Regions from separate parts of the Mus musculus genome. Here regions 1 and 2 are each linked to region 3. The links are chromatin contacts, called in public HiChIP or PLAC-seq and promoter capture Hi-C maps. All regions are on one chromosome and are shown on one strand. Each heading gives the region's core, a stretch centred on a gene start, on an enhancer-like site or on the middle of the called end of the contact. The rest is flanking DNA. Distances are from core to core; before and after follow the strand shown. Region 1 has its middle 22 kb from the start of Gm46017. Region 2 overlaps Akap13 (A kinase (PRKA) anchor protein 13). Region 3 overlaps Akap13 (A kinase (PRKA) anchor protein 13).

Evidence for each region. Promoter capture Hi-C pulls out the DNA fragments that hold promoters and counts their contacts. HiChIP or PLAC-seq counts read pairs in DNA pulled down with a chosen protein or histone mark.
Region 1: a BATF HiChIP or PLAC-seq map of CD8 T cells shows a contact between it and region 3, with 6 read pairs. The contact joins two enhancer-like sites. A contact is called at or near these places in 1 of 15 datasets of contacts at CTCF or cohesin (the NIH/3T3 cell line), 3 of 484 Hi-C or Micro-C datasets (the HPC-7 cell line, embryonic fibroblasts and nephron progenitors) and 6 of 115 datasets of contacts at active chromatin or transcription factors (the 230-238 cell line, CD8 T cells, the NIH/3T3 cell line and 3 more).
Region 2: a contact with region 3 is called in a promoter capture Hi-C map of liver, with 4 times the contacts expected there. The contact joins two enhancer-like sites. A contact is called at or near these places in 6 of 39 promoter capture datasets (the 3T3-L1 cell line, the HPC-7 cell line, HPC-7-derived erythroid cells and 3 more), 11 of 484 Hi-C or Micro-C datasets (3T3-L1-derived adipocytes, the G1E-ER4 cell line, the HPC-7 cell line and 5 more) and 4 of 115 datasets of contacts at active chromatin or transcription factors (the 230-238 cell line, acute myeloid leukemia, bone marrow-derived dendritic cells and 1 more).

What each region holds. Positions count from the first base shown.
Region 1 is chr7:75,414,297-75,416,996 of GRCm38.p6, forward strand. No RefSeq gene overlaps it. Among named protein-coding and RNA genes, the nearest start is that of Gm46017, 22 kb to the right of the region's middle. Within about 2 kb of position 1,410, at least 71 of the 459 cell types and tissues checked have an H3K27ac peak or open chromatin away from gene starts, as enhancers often do. A contact at or near this core is called in CD8 T cells, pancreatic cancer cells and trophoblast stem cells, where this site is marked.
Region 2 is chr7:75,753,334-75,756,036 of GRCm38.p6, forward strand. Akap13 (A kinase (PRKA) anchor protein 13) reads left to right here. Exons shown (of 37, transcript NM_029332.1): 37 at 1-1,276. Among named protein-coding and RNA genes, the nearest start is that of AU020206, 27 kb to the right of the region's middle. Within about 2 kb of position 1,423, at least 37 of the 459 cell types and tissues checked have an H3K27ac peak or open chromatin away from gene starts, as enhancers often do. A contact at or near this core is called in liver, where this site is marked.
Region 3 is chr7:75,574,246-75,576,970 of GRCm38.p6, forward strand. The region is part of intron 3 of Akap13 (A kinase (PRKA) anchor protein 13); the gene reads left to right. Among named protein-coding and RNA genes, the nearest start is that of Akap13, 120 kb to the left of the region's middle. Within about 2 kb of position 1,341, at least 221 of the 459 cell types and tissues checked have an H3K27ac peak or open chromatin away from gene starts, as enhancers often do. A contact at or near this core is called in CD8 T cells, liver, pancreatic cancer cells and 1 more, where this site is marked.

The sequences.
Region 1 (2,700 bases), core at 160-2,659, 160 kb before region 3:
TTAGAGTTTTAACTCTTTTTTTTTTTTTTTCCAACAAGCCAGTTTGGGTAGATGGCTAGCATTTGTTTACGTTTCCAAGGCCCGCAACAGGTAGTAACATACCGATGTAAGATTGACCTCATTCAATTGCCCAACAGCCTCTGCTCTTGTTATCTCATTACCTGAGCACAATGCCTTCCTGGTGTGCAGAGAGTTAATGAGGTCACCATCCCACACAGGAGAGCTTTTATTCCAGGGCTGGGCTTCTGCTGGGGCCTCTTCTCCCTGCTTTAGCCACCTGTGGTCACTCCTTCACATCCATTGGCTGTCTTTGGTGAACAGGCTATTGTTCTGTGGATGTTTTAAATGGCCCCTTTTGCCTATTTTTATTTCTTCTAATTAGGTCAGCAGCTTCTTGGGGACAAAGATTCTTTTACTTATTTGACACCTCACCCATAATGCATAGCATTCTCTTTGTATCCAATAGGTAGTCAGGCGTGCATTGTTGGCTGACTTATTTTCTCTGCCTCACCACCAACATAAGAGGAAAAAATAATCAAGCAGAAAGGGAAATGAATGAGCAATGGTCTAGATGTCTTTAGCTTCAGAAAAATTAATAGTTCTCTCTGCATTTTTATGGAGGATTCTTACTTGACGGTCACATTTTCCTACACATTAATGACGTTTTTGGTTGTGTTCTGGTGATAGTTGTTGTTATTGTTGTTGAGGCAAGATCTCACTTACTCTAAGCCCAGGATTCCCTGCAGCCCATGCTAGCCTAGAACTCACAGCGATCCTTCCACTTCCAGCCCCTCCAAGTGTTTACGTTACAGACACGATATCATCCCCTATACCAGCATTTTTTTTTTAAAGACAAGATTCCTTGTAGCCCAGGATGGCCTCAAACTCCTGATCTTTCTGCCTCTGGGATTCTATGCTTACAACACCATACCCAGCTATAGTGACTTAGTTTTGTTTTGTTTTGAAACTGGGTCTCATTATGTATCTTGGGTTGTCCTGGAACTTACTCTGTAAACCAGGCTAGCCTTGAACTCACAAGAGCTCTGCCTTCTTCGTCCTCCTGAGTGCTGGGGTTAAAGCTGTACACAGCCCTGACCTTGCAGCTATGTTGACTTTTCTAAACAAAGTGAAAGCCTTACTGAGTGCTAGGTTCCTTGTAGACATCCCTGTTTTATTTATCCTCACAGTAACAACCATCAACAATAACTGGTTTTATCATTATTGAGATTGACTGTCTGGGATATGAAGGAATTGCCCCAAAGCTTTCTGTCTGAGAACTAATGGAAGTGAGACTCAAGGCCAGTGGAATTCCAAAGCCCAAGGTTTTCCACTCCACTGCCTGTCCCGAGGCTCTGTCCCATGGTTTTCTGGCCCATCCCTTTCATTCCTTTTCTGTTTGACTGGCTTATCTGTAAATTGCGTAACACAGACTCCAGGGAAGTCTGATAATAGCTTTGAAAAGGGAGCACGTGGACTGAATGACAGCAACAAAGGGAAAGAGCATAGTTTACTGATCCCTTGTGGTAACCAGGTAGTTACTAGCCCTTTCCCAGTAACCAGGCTGTTTCTAGGCCCTTCATGGTTTTTGTTTTGGTTTTGTGTTTTGAGACAGAGCCTGCCTGGTAAAGCCCAAGCTGGATTCAACTGGCTAGATGGCTGAAGATCTTGGTTTTCTGACCTTCCTGCCTCACTTCAGGAATTACAAGTGTGCAACACCACACCCCATTTATTGATTCAGCTTACAGTCCTGAGATTCAAATGAGAAAGCTGAAGACCAGGAAGTCACATGACTTGTTCTTCAGCCCACAGGTCTTAGGTAATGGAATCACAACCTCACCCCAGAACTAATACGGAAGCAGAGTAGAAAATAGGAGATTAAATAAAATGCACACTTCGTGGTTTAGGGTGCTGTCTTTAGAGGGTTCTAGTGTCTCGTGCCATACAGGTTAGTCTGAGTGCATCAAGATTCTAAAATCTATGAGCTTCTGACACTGAAAATATTGGACACTTTCTCTGATGTGGTTCACTGAAGCTCAAGGAGGAAGCGCAAGAGGTCACAGGCCAAAGCCACATGTCCGACCAATCTCATGGTTCAGAGATGCTGCTGCTCACACATCCTTCTTGGTGACAGGAGAACCCAGAAAGCACCGGCTGCACTGAATGACCTTGGACTCTCCACAGACCACGTCCCAGGAAGAGATCTGGTCTGAAGCATCCTTTGGCTATGGAGCACACTATATGGACAGCTCCCAAAACAAGATTAAAAGAATTCCTTTTGGATCACAGATACAGGGGATAGTTGCTTTCTCTTCTTAGCAGTCATTCATTTGTTCCTGGCAAATGAACCCCATATGTTTGTACTGTTTGTAAATTGACACTCCCCACCCTTGGCAGGCAACTGGACTCAGCCAATCACAGCCATTTGTTCCCTTTTTCTAGTTTCTATCTCCTGTAAACCATAAGGGCAGATTATAATTATTACTAGTATTATTTGGCTGGGTTTTCTAAAGTGTGTGTGTATGTACACTTTTGGATGCCAGTCCATTTTAGAAACAGAATAATCTCAGTGTCCCACAAAGGAACACAAAACCAATTCAAAAGGAGCTTGGTAAGTCATTTATTTGGGGGAAAAGAGTGTTTCAAGGTCCAAATTGGTCTAGTGAGCACCATGGCCAAGAAAGTCTTTTATCCCTGCCTCTC
Region 2 (2,703 bases), core at 173-2,672, 180 kb after region 3:
CATCTTGGAGACAATCAAATCTGTTAACTGTTTTCTTAGAAGATGGAGAGGGTTAAAATAAAGACATGCCAGCATGCCCCCACCTCCCCACTCTCACGGAAGTCACCTGCAGGGAAGAAGCCCTCACCACGATTGATTTTTTTTTTTTTTTTCTGTTTCAAAAGGTACGAACTGAGTCTTCTGAGGGTCACGCTAGCGCCGCCCATTGCTAGCCCCGCCCACTGCCACACTGGTTCTTCCCAGCCTCCCTCATAGCAACAGCAAGCACAGATGTGATGAACCATTCAGGGTAACATCAGTACACACAGGCTTAGTAAAGGACACAACCTGGGCCCGTAGGCCAGAGCTTGCCTACAGTCCTCTCCATGCAAGTTTGTAATGTCTCCTCCTATCCCCGAGGCTCTTGTCACCTCACCCACTGTTCTTGCCAAGGCTCTTAAGTTGCCTTTGATACGTACCCAGAAGACAGTCACGGAGTGTGGGCGTCCTTGTCTGGATACCTGTGTATGGGTGCCTGTAAGAGAAGCAGCGACACACACACACACACACACACACACCCCTGCAGAGACCAGCTCCTTGTTTTCTTTCTTGTAGCATAACATTCCTAGTTAAGTTTGCTGCCTGCTGGCCAGGTGGAGAAATGCAAAGTATTCTAATGCTGCCATAAGCGGGGAGGGGTGGCAGAAGCCTTTTCCTGCACTCACAAGACTTACTTTGTCAAATGATCAACAGGTCCTGAGTTACTTCTCCATCTCAACTAAGGTGTAAAGTGGGTTTGCCCCACTACTGCAAGTGTGCCCTGCGGAGAAACCAGGCAGGCGCTACTGCCTCAGACCCCAGAGGGCCTCTGCAGCAAGCACAGAACCTATGCCTTAGAACCCTGCTAGCCTCAGCTGCCCTGCCTTGGTTGACACCTGCTGGGATTGGCTTGTCTCAGGTTTCTTCCTGAGGCCTGGGCTCTACAGAAGGTGGGCAGGATACACCTATCTATACCTCTGTTCTTGTTAAGTCGTCTCCAAATGCTGTATGAACATTTCTGTACTAAGCCCTATTAAATAAAAAGTCGGGTTAAACCCAAGTGCTGTATAGTAATTTGTAATTATGTATAAAATTAAGCAGTTTTGAACTGTAAAGATTTTTCAGTGTGTTTTCTGGAAATTTGCCACAACATACTGGCTTTGTATTTTATTTATCATCCATTGTAGTTACTGGCTTCAAACTCTTGTAAAGTCCCCCTCAGACCTTTCAAAAATAATAAATGTCTTTGAGATCTTGACCTCTGCCGTGATGTATTTGTGGTAAGGGAGTATTCACCTCCCTACCCTGGCAAGCCATCTGTTTCTGTGCTGTTGGGAGTAGGGTGTAAGGAGGAGTGGCCTCCCACAGCAGGCAAAACCAGGAGATCCGCCCCAAACCTCCAGGGTCACTGACCCATCCACCCTAAGTCAGAGTCCAAACCAAGCGTCCATGAAGTCAGCACAGTCAGGTTCAAGCTGCTCTGCTGACTACATGTTCCATCTTGGTTAACTCAACCTCAGGAACCAAGTCCCATGCACGTGGAACACTGCAAAGACACACCAGGTCAGACTGGCTGGTCCACACGCACTGCTTGGGCTGCTGTCCCCAGGCAGATGAGCTAATGTTCTCTGGACTTTGAGGAATTATACCATCTAGTGGCACAGAAGCCATGGGCAAAGCTCCCTGGGATCCTAACTGCCGCCTTCATTCCAACAACCAGCCTGCCAGGCTCTCCAAGGTCCCAGTCTGCCCATGAACTTGGAAGTGCATACATTTTTTAGCAGAGGCATTTGTAACCTTAGCAATAGCCATTCCCCTGCAAGTCCCTGGAATACTGACCCCTTTTCAACATCTTCTACCCCTGGCTGTCTTACTCCCCCACTGAGCATCCAGCTTGGCTCATCTGTCTCACCCCAGTGGGTCTGATTGCAGACTCTCAGCCTGAAGGAACAATGGTTCCTGTGGAGGCATTCACCTCCACTGTAGCTGGTTTTGAGCCAGAGAAAGGGCTGGGAGTCAAATCGGGGCCAAGGGGTGGGGGTGGGGTTGGGAGGCACAAAGCACAAGGCTCCAAGAACCCTGGATGGCCCTTCTGTAGGATGGTACCCTCCTGCTGGTCCCGAAGGGAAATCATTGTGCATAGGGCCTCCACCATAGCACAAACCTGATGTGTGAAAGTGGCCATTGCTGTTTGAAGGTCTCCATCCCAAGGGACTGCCCATGGCAAGGGTAGCCAGTTGTATCTTTTCTATTAGGGACCTTCCTTCTGGGAGGCTCTGCCTAGAAAGCCGGAGTGACTGCTTCACACAGCCAGACAGAGGCCTAAACCCACAGTGGGGAAGGAGCATCAGGAAACCACAGGGACTACACAACCAGGGAAGAAAGAGCTTGCACATGAGACAGGCAGGTTGCTATTCCTGGTCTTATGATTTCCTTGACAGCAACAACAAAACTGAGCATAGCAACAAGCTGTGAACCTAAGATCCCAATGGTCCAGCAACAACAAAACTGAGCATAGCAACAAGCTGTGGACCTAAGATCCCACTGGTCCAGCACCCGCCTCTCAGTCCCAACAGTTCTGCCATCCTACGGTGGTGTTCGTTAGGCGTCAGAAGTGGAAAATGCAGACAGGGAAGAGCCTGGGAGTGGTGAATGCTCCAGCCTAGAGGAACTGAGCCAAGTACT
Region 3 (2,725 bases), core at 91-2,590:
GTTACTATTTCAAACTGAACACTTTATAATAGTCTATGTAATCCAAGTATAAGATAATATCTTTTTTTTTCTTTCCATTTTTTATTAGGTATTTAGCTCATTTACATTTCCAATGCTATACCAAAAGTCCCCCATACCCACCCACCCCCACTCCCCTACCCGCCCACTCCCCCTTTTTGGCCCTGGCGTTCCTCTCTTTCCAGTGATGGCCGACTAGGCCAATAAGATAATATCTTGACAGCTTTGAGTTTGTCTATTGAGTTTGTTTTAAAAAAATCAAATAATGGAAAAATTTTAAAAAATAAAAATTTGGGAAAAAAAATCAAATAATGCAGTTCATATAAGGGCTGCCCTGGAAAAGCAAACCAGGAAGTAGTTGAAGAGAGGAAAAAGTGCCCACCTGTGTGGCTAGCAGTGATGATGCTGTGTTAGATATCATTTCTACATCTTGTACCCGTGAGCACTGCACCGTAATCCTAGGGTGTTACAGCGTGACTGATAGATAATAAATCAGTGTAAATTGGATCTTGGTGTGTGTGGGGCGGGGGGGGGGGTTCTTATTCTTCGCATACAAAGTATACACACACGTAAACAAACCTAAGGCATATCAATGAGACTCAAGATTCTACTAGGTAGAGGTTGAATAGGGAAAAGCTAAAAATGGTTTCTAGGAGTAATGAAAATAGGAAAAAGGGTTGGAAAGCACTGCTTTCAAGGTTTAGGCTAGAATACAGAAATCACGCTGTAGAGTTCAATAGCCTGCCCTTTTTCACAGTACACATGATGGGGTTCTAAGTTTGCTGTTGTATTTTTCTTTGTTTTTGTGTTTTGTCCCTCACTGTTATTCCCCTGCATGTAGAGACATTCTATAAATGCATCAAATTCGTTTGCCCGCCCTTAGTCTGCAGGATCTAGCAGTGTGGTCTTGTCTGTTTATTTGATCCTCTCTGGAGGGGGTGGAGAGCAGTCTGCAAACTGAGCATTTCACTTTTACTGTTCCAGAGGAAGAAAACCACATCAGGTTCTTAAACACGTCTATGATAAACTGAGTAGTAAATCTAGTTTATATCCCATTGCTGACTAATAGAGTCTCCTCTTTCTGTGTGGGATTGGCCTGGGCTGGTCCAGTAAGCGCTTTTAGGGTACTTTTTTAGATCGATGATAAAAACAAAGGCCGGATTGTTTTAGTCTCCGAAGAAGAGATGGCCCAGGGTGGGATGTGTTCCACTTTTAGCTTAACAGGAAATGAAGTAATTTTTGGGTCATAGTTCAGTACTTTTGTTTATTTGTAGCAGTTTTGCGTTTCCATGGGTGCAGATGCTTTAGACAGTGATAAAATGCTTGCAGGGAAAGAAGCCTGCAGGGAGGCTCTCCCAACCTCAGGCACACGTACTTTTGACCCACAGGGCCTAGGATTTACTGAGTTTAAGAAGACTGTTAACCTTAGATAACTTGCTTCTTACCTGGGTGCTTCTGGGTGCTTTTTGTTTAAGTCTTTTCTCCTGTTGTTTTTATTTTTATTTTTATTTTTTCAGTTCTGCAGTGCTAATAAAGTTGTTAGTTGTCCTACAGGCTTGCTGGCTTGTGAAACACTTTGTCAAGATTTAGTGATCTATTTTTCTGTGTGATACTTAAACAACAGTAGTGTTTTGAGTATAACTACCAGTTCCTGGTGCCTGTTTGCCATGTGCTTTGTGTGGTGCCTGCTGATATTTTCAATACTTCTGTAAGGTTGATGGTATCATTTTATGGTCAGAGAAAGGCTTCAAGGCTGGGTGTGTGTTAGGATGACCACACCTTTCTGCAAGAGAACTTGGCACACAAATCTACTGTTTCCTTCATTATTCCCTGTAGATTACTTGGTGGGTAACAGATCCTTCAGACCTCATACTTATGTTCTGTTTTCATTGTAAACAAAATTGACACTGCAGGGTCCTAAAATGCACTTAAACTTAGGACTTTCTCCCCTCAACAGTTTCTGGGAATTTTGTTTCTTTCTGAATCCTATAGGATAGCTTCTTTTAGAAATTGAGTAAAATTTCAGTACTTTTCCTTTAAAAAAGAAATAGCTCTGCTTATGTTCCTCTTGTTACCAGGAAATTGAGTGGAAACAAAAACACCATGGAAACTAGTTGAAAATTGTTGCTATTGCACTTCCCTACTACAACTTCTGTTTTTATTGTATTAAATTTGCTATAATTTCCCATCCTGTCTTTGTACTGTAGCTTTAGACTAAGGCAGACATAAGATTAATATTCCTCCTCCTCCAGCCGTAATCTGTCTAGAGCAAGCTTACAGTGAGTCTTACCTGTGCTTCTACACTGAGACCAGTTTTATTCCTAGATGTATATTACACAACCCTTAGTTTTAAACAATGGTAACCCCTTTATTTTTCATTTTATTTGAAAAGACACAGGGACTAAAAACTAATCTTGAGCTTGATAGTGATACTCTGCCAATCTTGAGTGTTTTGGCCACACGGTAGGTACTTAGTACTTTTTTTAGAGTTGTCTTTTATTTTATATATTTGCTTGTTTTGCCTGCATATATATATGTGTACCACTTATGTGCATATGGAGGTATCTTAGTTACTTTTCAGTTCTGTAAGAGTACCATGACCAAGACAAACTTAGAGAAGAAAGATTTTATTTGGGGCTTACCGTTTCAGAGGCTGAGTCTGAGTCTGTGATTATCATGAAGGGAGGCATGGGAGCAGGCAGGTAAG